Regions from separate parts of the Mus musculus genome. Here all the other regions are linked to region 1. The links are chromatin contacts, called in public Hi-C and HiChIP or PLAC-seq maps. All regions are on one chromosome and are shown on one strand. The core of a region is the stretch at or near the end of the contact, and the rest is flanking DNA. Distances in the headings are between cores, read along the strand shown.

Region 1 (3,131 bases), core at 454-2,953:
GGAGAAGTAGCTCAGAGTCAGCTGCAGACAGGCACCTCCCTGTTCACCCTTACCACCTACCTGAAATCAGGGGTGCAAAGTAAAAGGGAGGGTACTAAGGCAGTAGTTTCCGAAGCTTGGAAAGTCTGCTGAGCTTCAAACAAATGTGGAGGATATTGTAGTGAAATTTTGTTGCACAGTGTCATTAAGAAAGACAACTGCTATAGGCAAGTTTGGGGGTTCAAGGACTTTCAAGGACTTTCAAGGCCCTAGGCAAACCCTTGGTGCCCTGTTGCCTGGATTAGAGTCCTAGTGCCTGCAGATGCTCACCTTAGGAAAGTCACCAATTTCTTCTATATTTCCATTTCCTATCTGCTGAATAAGGCTGTAAAGGCACCTACTTCGTTGGGGTTGCTATGTAATGAGAGAAATACGCATAAGCGGAGCAAAGGGCACGGGATGCAGGATTCAATACACAATAGCCAAGAAAAGCAAATGTAGAGGACAGTGGCTGTTCTGAGAGGCAGGGGCACAACTGTGACTCACGGGGAAGATGAGGCATAAAAATACTCTGCAGCTTAGAGGGGTGTTTTACCTCTTGATGGAGTTACTAAAAATCATCAAATCATACACTTGAGCTGGAGGCATTTTTTAATGGAGAATACAAACCTTGGAAGACACAGCACAGGTACTTCAGCCTACCTGGAACCTGCTAAGCATCCTGTCCATGGGTTGCAGGTGACTGGCTATGAGACCGGCTTTGCAGGGAGCCTGAGGCAGAGACTCAGGCTCTCAGCCTCTGACTTGACAGAGAGAGACCTCAGGACACAGCAAGCTCCAGCTGGACTTTATTCAGAAACTTTACTTTTGTTAACTACTCCGGCTTGGTGGTGAACCTAGCAACAGCTGAGGGGTTGGGGTGGGGTACCAAAAAGTTCAGAAGAGCTAAAGATGGGGGTGCTGAAGGCGGCCAAACCAGAGGGATTCCTCTCAGCTGTAGTGTCGCGAGCCACTACACCACAGCGCTCGACTTCCTACCCTGCGGGCTCCGCTCCCTTCAGGATCAATGCCCTTAAGACAACCTGATCTTGAAGTCCAAGTTCTTGGCCGCCCTGAGACCCGGATTTCAGCTGCCAAACCAAGCGCTAACCCAAGCGCTAGTAACTTGGAGATGTCACCAACTCAGGTATGCCCCCGGTCACTGAAGGGTGTGCGCATATTTGGGTGACTCCATTGGTTGTCTGCCCTGACCAGCGGTTTAATCATTATGGGACCCGAGTTACGTTGGAGCCTAAGTTGAGGCAAATCAGAAGCTCGAGAAAATCGATGTGACTCTTAAAGAGCTTGGCTTCACAAATTAGGAGGGAACTCAGGACCAGCCAAGCGGACTGGGCTAGGGACACCCGGTGCTACAGGCGTAGCTCACTCCTGGATGGGCAATGCAAAGCACTGAGCACACTGGGTGCGAACAGCTGGCTTGGCGCCGCCGGGCAGTTTGCCCTGTGGTGCGGGGGTGGGGGTGGTCTTTCGCAAGCAAACTCACCTCCGATCCAGCCTGCCACAAAGTCTTCCAGCTGGAAGCTGCCCATGACCGACACGGCGTGCGCCTCGCCCTCCCGCAGCCGGCGCTACACGCGCTCAGTGTGTGTCGGGCATGGCCCCACCGGATCAGGAACACAGCAGAGGCGCGACTCCGTCACCCTGCAAGTTCTTCTCTAAACTCCGAGTTCCAGCCACCCGCGCTCGGGCTGTCAGCGAATGAGGGCGGGTGGCTGACAACCCGCCCCCAAAAGACCTTAAAGGCACAGCACTTCGACAAGGTGTGATCCAGGAGGCGGGGCCCCAGTCTCTTAGGGGAATTCCTTTGGTTCTTCTTGACACTACTCTCTCCCCAACAGTACAGCTTCTGAGTCTTCAGGTGGAAGCGCCAGCCAGAGGAACCGGTCCCTGTTTAACAGTTTGCAAAGTTCATCAAAAGACGGAAAGAGGGACGGACGCTTTACAACCACCAAATGTTGCCTGCAATAGAACTCACCTGGAAGACTCACCTGTGTTAAAGCAAACAGTCCTGCACTTACTAACGGAAGGTTTGGTGTTGCAGTAAATCTCCTCCCAAATATGCCCGGGCAATGAAAACATGACTCAGTTAATATGAATACATGCTGTGCGCCTAGATTGGGCAGATCTACCACTCCACTACCATCTTCCACAGTTTATGAGACCCCTTAGAACTTGAGGTTTCTCCAGGCCATGTGCTTCTGCTCTTCACCTTCCATTTTCTCCTCCTTCTCTCTCCTCATCTTCCACTCCACCTTCCCTTTTATCTGCCCAATCAGCAGCTCGCCTTTATTTTACAAATTAAGGTGGGAAGCAGGTTTACAGGAAACCACCTGAGTGCTGGCTGACTCATTCCTTGTTCCCATCCACTCACAGGAGACCAGAATTAATATCAAATATAATTATCCCCAGGGCTATCCACAACAGTTTGGGGAGATGGGTTAGTGGAAAGTTCACCTGCTGTGCACGCATGAGGACCTGAGTTTGGGGTCCCAGAGCCCATACAAATGCCTGACATGGTTGGGTGCCTGGAACTTCAGAGTTGAGTGGGGGGGGGGGGGTCCTCATAGACAGGAGGAGCACTTGACAGCTTAGTGGGAAACAGCATAGGAGACTTAAGGTTCTCCACACATACACACACACACACACACACTGTCTCTCTCATATGCACATACATGCGTGCACACACATATACACTCACATGCACACACATACATAGATATACCTGTACACAACTCACACAGGTGTGCATGCACACATATAAATATATACACACAAGCACATACATGTGTGCACACACATATATATGCATGCAAACACATACATGCACATACATACACATGTGTGCATGCATACATGTACATACATATACATAAGCACACATACACATTCACAGCACACATACATACACATGCATGCACATACACACATTGAGCCACTGCTGCTCCATCCCCCTCCTGAGATGACACTTGGTGGGGGTTAGTGTCGCTCTGTGCTGACCTGGCAAGGTAATTCCTGTCAACTGTGGCCCTTCCTCTAGCCACGCCCTCTCAGAGCCCTGTGCTCAGAGAACCTGGTGGTGCAAAGTCTCTTTC
Region 2 (3,131 bases), core at 308-2,807, 850 kb after region 1:
GGAGGATTTCAGTCAGTGATGCTGCCAGGAGACTAGGAAAAAATGGGGATAAAAGCTCTGAGTACCACAAGAGTCTGCAAGGAGAGCCTTGGGCACGTCACAGCACTAAAGGACCCAAGGGTACTCAGCCACAGGCATAAAATGATCGCAACAATCTGGGGCAGGGTTGAAGGGTCTGACATCAGGCTGGCGAGTAACTGCTCCCCAGGCGGAGCTGGCCTGCCTCTACCTTCCAGGGGCAGCATGACCACCATGTTGCTGTTTTGTTTTGTTTTTAGTTTTTGGGGTTTTTTTTTGGTTTTTCGAGACAGGGTTTCTCTGTGTAGTCCTGGCTGTCCTGGAACTCACTTTGTAGACCAGGCTGGCCTCGAACTCAGAAATCCACCTGTCTCTGCCTCCCAAGTGCTGGGATTAAAGGCCACCACCGCCCGGCTGTTTGTTTGTTTTTATGCCTGTTAATTTTTTTAAGTATTTTTTTTTCTTTATTTGTGTGAATGTTAGCATTGGGTGTCCTGAAACTCACTCTGTTGACCAGGCTGGCCTGGAACTCAGAGAGATCCAACTGTCTCTGCCCTCCAAGTGCTGGGATTAAAGGCATGGGCCAGCTTTAAGAGCATTTGCCTGGCTGCAAATGCTCTTCCTTGATGCTCAGCCATCTCTCCAGGCGCTTGGATGAATGGTGATGTCAAAAATAACTTCCACAACTATTCTGATGGTTAGTGACAACAAAACTATTTTGCCTTTTGTCTTTAAAACATTATTTGTCAAAACTGAAAGGTGTTCTGTTTTGTGAAATTAAGGCCTAAACAACAACTTTAGCATTAGCAACTTTTTGGTATCCATCACTGACTGCAATTAATACACTTATCGCTAGAGTAAGTGAGCTTCCATTTCACAGGCTAGGGAAAGCAGCCGAATTGGGGGAGTCACTCAGAGGTCACTGAGAAGTTGTGAACTGAACCTGTCCAGAAACCGCGGCCCAAGTTCCTAGAGAAGATCCGGTATCTTCCCACAACACCAACTAAAATTCTCGATCGAACAGATAAGGAAACTAACAAAGAAGTACCGGAGCGGGTAAGGGCCAGCTTACCTTGTCCTCGGGGTCTTTTACCTCTACGAACATGCCAAGCCCAGGGGTGGCTGGCTGGTACTCCTCCCGCTGTTTGTCATACAGCTGCGTCCGGTAATTTCCTGGAGACAGGCGGAAAAAGGAAGATGAAATAAGCTCGAAGAGGTGCGGGGTTCGCGGCCAGGCTAGCTACCCGGAACAGGTCGCATCCCCCTCCGCCCCAGGACCACTGACTTGTCCCAAACGCTTCCCTGCGCCCCCGCACCGATGACCATGGTCTCGTCCGGAATCTCCTCAATGAAGCACTTCTTTTCTGTTTCTCCGATGTGGAAATACAGCGCGCTTCCGCGGGCTGCAAGCCACAGCAGTAGCAGGAAGGCCCGCATCCCTCTCCCCAGCAAGAGACCCGGTGAGCTTCCGACAACCCGCACGCCTCGCACCGCAGCCATCTTGCCCCACCTGCCTGCGCAGGCGCAGACTGCCGAGCCACGTAGCCCAGCGGAGGCCACCGCAGTGCCTGCCGGGACTGCGAGTTCCGCCGCATGGACTACAAGTCCCTAGATACACCACGCCTCCGCGCGGCAGTACCTGATTGGGGCTGGTTTCTGCAAGCTGAGGACTGGGGTCTCCAAAATGGAAGGATTTTCTTCGGTTTAGCCAAATAGCGAGATGACTGATAATAGTTGTCAGCCTGCGCAACATATAAGCGGAGGCAAGGTTCGAACCTGTTTCACCCAATAGTAATACAACTCTCCCTCTTGCCCATCCTCTCCCCATCCCTCTTTACTTTTATTTGATTTGACACAGGGTCTTGCTATGTTGCTTTGCCTCACTGGAATTTACAATGCAAACTCCCCCCGGCCTGAAATTTGTAGGGATCTTTCTGACTCTTAAGGTTGGGATATAAGGTGCACACAACACTATGTTCAGCCATCCTACTCTCGGTTACTATTTGCACTGTCTATTCTTTCCCACTCATATCATTACTTTATATTCCAAAATGAACCTCTTAGGGGCAACATGCAATTAGATCATGCCTTTTGAACGCCATCTTGCCAAGTTCTACCTTTTAATTGTAGGGTTTATGCCACTTACATTTAATTTAATCATTAATAAGATTTATAACTATCATTGTGTTGTTTATGTATGTCTTGTGTTTGTTGTTCACCAATACCTTTGTCTGTACTAAGTAGATACATTGTGGCATCTTTTTTTTTTTTTTTCTTGAGACAGTCTAACTATGTAGCCCTGCCTGGCTCTGACCTTGATAGGTAGACCATGTTGGTATCTCTCTAAACTCCACCCCCACAGTTCCTGGCAGAAGCCAAGTATGCTCCGCCCCACAGTTACCTGGCAACAGTCAGGTAGTCCTGGCTCTATAAAAGGGGCTGCTTGGCCCCTCCTCTCTCTCTTACTCTCTTACTCTCTTGCCTCTTTCCCTTTGCTCTTTATTCCCTTCCCCTCTCTCTTCACGTCGCCATGGCCAGCCCCTACTTCTTTACTCTCTCCTTCTCTCTGCCTCTGCTACTCTCTTAACTGCCTTCCCCATGCCCTAAATAAACTATTCTATACTATACCAGTGTGGTCTGGTCCCTCAGGGGGAAGGGATGCCTTGGCATGGGCCCACTAAGGCAACCTCTTCCCCCACACCCCGCCAGAACATATTCTTATAGCTCGCTCTCTTTTTATGATCACAACAGACCAGGCTGTCCTTCTTGATCTTATAGAGCTCTGTCTACCTCTGCCTCCCTAGTGCTGGGATTAAATTAATCTCTTCATGCTTGTAGGGTTGATAAAGGATACACATTCCTCTCTAGGCTTTGGATTGATAGAGATAAGGAAAGCCCACACAGGCAAGAAGAGGGAGTCCCACATTGTAGCTGAGACAAGAATGCATGGAACTTTTACTGAACAGGCTCATAGTGCAGAGAGATTCCAGAGATCAGGAGATCCAGAGGGCAGCACAGAAATGCTGATGAGGAGAAATTGCAGAATAGCTAGATCTCATCTCCCTTCCAGGCCTCTGGGGTATAGGAGGTCTCAATGAAGCACTTGTACAGAT
Region 3 (3,131 bases), core at 291-2,790, 610 kb after region 1:
CCCTCCATCTTTGCCCAAATTCTGTCTCCCTCAATAGACCTGGCCCTAAGGAGCTGGGCACCTTGAAGCAAGGCCAAGGGAGTATGAGACAGTTCTGGCCCCACCCTGCATGTCTGCCCTTGCCCCCACAATTCTCACAAGGCACCCATCCAGGGCCCAGCTACTTCCCTCTGGTGGTAGAGAAGGTAGGAGAAGGACCAAAGGCAGAGCCTTGCAGTCCCCACCACTAACATACCTGTAGAGCCAACCCAAGAAATGACTACAGGAGAAGATGATGTCCTGGGCTCTGGACACTGGAGAACAGAGAAGTGCTTCTTTCCTAAGCCCTAGTCTACCCCATCAGTGGCTGGTTCAGGGGAGAGGTCTGCAGGTGAGGCCCAGAGACAGCCTAGGGGTCCTCCGTGGCTACAGAGGCAGGTCAGGGCCACCTCAGTTGTGACCTGTTTACTCAAGAAGCTGAAGTCCCTGGGCCAGTTAACAATTGTTGGATAAAATCCTTGGACAAACTTCATTGGAGCGTGAGGAGCTAAGGAGGGGACCACTCTTGTGAGCCTAGAGGGTAAAGTCTTTGCTTGGGGAGGGGGGAGCTCTGGAGCTACAGTTTCCTAGCAGTGTATCGGGAGAAAACCCAAAGGCTTCCTAAGCTCCCAGCCCAGGGTTGTGAGACATCAGTCACCTGGCCTACCAGGCCTCTGCTGAAGCCCTGAGAATTCAGAAAGTAGGCCCCACACTGGAGCAAAGTTACCCTAAAGGAGGGCAGAGGCTGGCAAGGCCTACCTGGTGGCTGCCAAAGACCTGATCATTGTAGGTGCAAAACAAAGGGGGATGTGGAAAGGCCACGGGCCTGGTGGGGCTCTTGGGGTCTCCAGTCCCACTCGCCATGGCCTAGAGCCAACAGAAACGTTTCGTCTGATTAGAAGCCGTCATCTCTACCCCAATTCCGGAAAATTGACTGCGGTGCAGAGAGGAAGGCCATGAGAGCAGCCTTAGGGGAGAGGGTCCAAACTAATTAGAAGACAGCATCCGGGGCCCATTAGAGCTCGCAGGCTGCTGTCACTCAGCCGGCCCCGAGTTCCTGGGAGAAGCGACTGAGGTAGGAGGGGCCCGTCTGCCCCTCGAGGACGACACCACCGCTGGGAGCTGCAGCAACCGGGAACCGGCCCCCCGGCTCTGCCACTGACTGCCCTGGCGCTGGCTCGGAGGCGCCGGCTCAGAGCGATCCTGCTCAGCGAACCTTCACTCATTCTAAGTTGTTCTCTCCCGTGGCTGGGGACTTGAGGTGGCCCAGACAGGAGTTGACTCTCAGCGAAACAAGTCACTTGGGGCCCCCAAGGTGTGCACCAGCCGCCCGGGGCTAGCTGGCCAGATGCGTTTCTTTTGTGCGGCCAAGGGAGAAATTCGTGTGTCACCGGGGAAGGAGGGAGAGGCGCGGTGAGGCCGCGGGAGAGGGGGGGAGGTGAGGCGGCGGGAAGGTGGCTGCGACGGGGAGGGCGCGGGCGAGGCCAGGAGGGAGGGAGGGAGAGAGGGAGGGAGGGAGGACGGCGGGGAGGGCGCGGCGCGGGCGGCTCGAGGCTGGATTCCGCCCGCGCCCGCTCCCTCGCTCGCTTGCTCACTCGCTCGCGCCCTCCCTCCTTCTCTCCCAGCCCCCTCCCACCGAGGCCCACCCCACCCACCACCCCTGGCGCAGGGACTGCTGGAACCTGGCTGCGCGCACTGTCGTTTTCAGACAGACTCTGCGGGCTCCGACCCGAGCCTTAGAAACCGGCCTCGAATCGGGACTGGGGCCCGGGCCGGCCGGGCAGCTGAGGCCGGAGCAGCAGGAGCGCGTGGCGGAGCCCCGAGCCCCGAACCCGGTCCCGCAGCCTGGAGAGGTCGATGGAGCTCGAACGGCGTCGCTGTGGGCGCGGGCAGCCCTGGGGGGCAGCCGCTTAGGCGCCACTCTCTTGTCCCCAACAGGTCGCAGCCTGGGCGGCCGGGAGCTCCCAGCCCCGGCCCCTGGAGCGCCCGTTGCGGTCCCCACCTCCATGGACGCCTTCAAGGGAGGCATGAGCCTGGAGAGGCTACCGGAGGGGCTGCGGCCACCGCCACCACCACCGCACGACATGGGGCCCAGCTTCCACCTGGCCCGCGCCGCCGACCCCCGGGAGCCGCTGGAGAACTCCGCCAGCGAATCGTCCGACGCTGATCTGCCAGGTAAACGCGGCTCCCCCAACCCGCGGCGGGCATCCAGCCTCCGCGCACACCGGGCGGCTTGGCACGCAGCCGGGTCCCCTCTGCGTCTCTGCAGCGAGGAGCTTTCTTTTTCCTCCCTGGTCTTAACCTGACGATGAACACGGAAATTTACACGCGCGTTCGCACGCACACGCGAAGTCACTTCCAAACAGTCCCCCACACGCCAAGCCCTGAGTGGGACTGGCAGCCCCTCTGGAGCAGGAGCAGATAGCACGCGGGAGAAAAAAGTTGAGTTTTCCCTAACTGGTTGCTGAGGAGTCGCTGGGGCTCAGGGCGAGAAGCAGATGTGCAGGGAGTAGAAGGGGTGGCCAGACAAAGTGCCCAAAGAGACACCTTGACAGATGGAGGAAAGAATCCTAAAAGAAGAGGTGGGGTCACAGAGCAGGCTAGAAGAGAGGGGTCCGTAAAGCCGAGCTCGAGCTCTGGGGACAGCGAGAGCCAGCCAGCTAGGAGGCGCGGCCTGACTCCCGGCAGAGCCGGCAGAACCCTGCTGCAGCGGGGATCCTGGCCCACGTGGACACCTCAGCCCAGAGCCACCAGGGGTCCAGCCAGGGTGGGTTCTCGACTCCACAAATCCCCCAGTTGTCTTTTAAAAAACAAAACAAAACAAAACAACCCCGATCTCTTGAGCTGGGCCCGAGATTGGGTGGCTTCGGCCATGTCCGTTTCCAGGCCTGTCCTGTCTTGGAGCGGCTGTGCACGGGAGGGGGGTCCCAACCCCAAATAGTCACAGATCTCCAGGCTGCCTGGGACAGCCATCCCGGGCCCTGGGCATCTCTTCCACGTTTATTTAATCGGTATTTGTTTCTGTTTTGCATCTCTAAGTGACTTTTTTCCAACCTCTGTTTGCTTGGTTAGAAAACAAAGCTCTGAGTGTACTTTTGTTTTTAGAAGTTTTA

What was found. Hi-C and Micro-C count contacts between places; a contact is called where the count stands out from the background. HiChIP or PLAC-seq counts read pairs in DNA pulled down with a chosen protein or histone mark.
Region 2: a FOXA1 HiChIP or PLAC-seq map of pancreatic cancer cells shows a contact between it and region 1. The contact joins the promoter of Tmed9 here to the promoter of Slc25a48 in region 1.
Region 3: a Hi-C map of embryonic stem cells shows a contact between it and region 1, with 4 times the contacts expected there. The contact joins the promoter of Pitx1 here to the promoter of Slc25a48 in region 1. A contact is called at or near these places in 2 of 39 promoter capture datasets (embryonic stem cells and hippocampal neurons), 13 of 484 Hi-C or Micro-C datasets (all in embryonic stem cells), 3 of 115 datasets of contacts at active chromatin or transcription factors (embryonic hindbrain, embryonic limb bud and embryonic stem cells) and 2 of 9 other capture datasets (embryonic stem cells and liver).

The regions. Positions count from the first base shown.
Region 1 is chr13:56,436,927-56,440,057 of GRCm38.p6, reverse strand. Slc25a48 (solute carrier family 25, member 48) reads right to left here and starts at 1,703. Exons shown (of 8, transcript NM_177809.4): 1 at 1,523-1,703. The coding sequence starts at 1,568.
Region 2 is chr13:55,591,561-55,594,691 of GRCm38.p6, reverse strand. Tmed9 (transmembrane p24 trafficking protein 9) reads right to left here and starts at 1,557. Exons shown (of 5, transcript NM_026211.3): 1 at 1,335-1,557; 2 at 1,091-1,191. The coding sequence starts at 1,518.
Region 3 is chr13:55,829,834-55,832,964 of GRCm38.p6, reverse strand. It overlaps Pitx1 (paired-like homeodomain transcription factor 1), which reads left to right and starts at 1,540. Exons shown (of 3, transcript NM_011097.2): 1 at 1,540-2,193. The coding sequence starts at 2,025.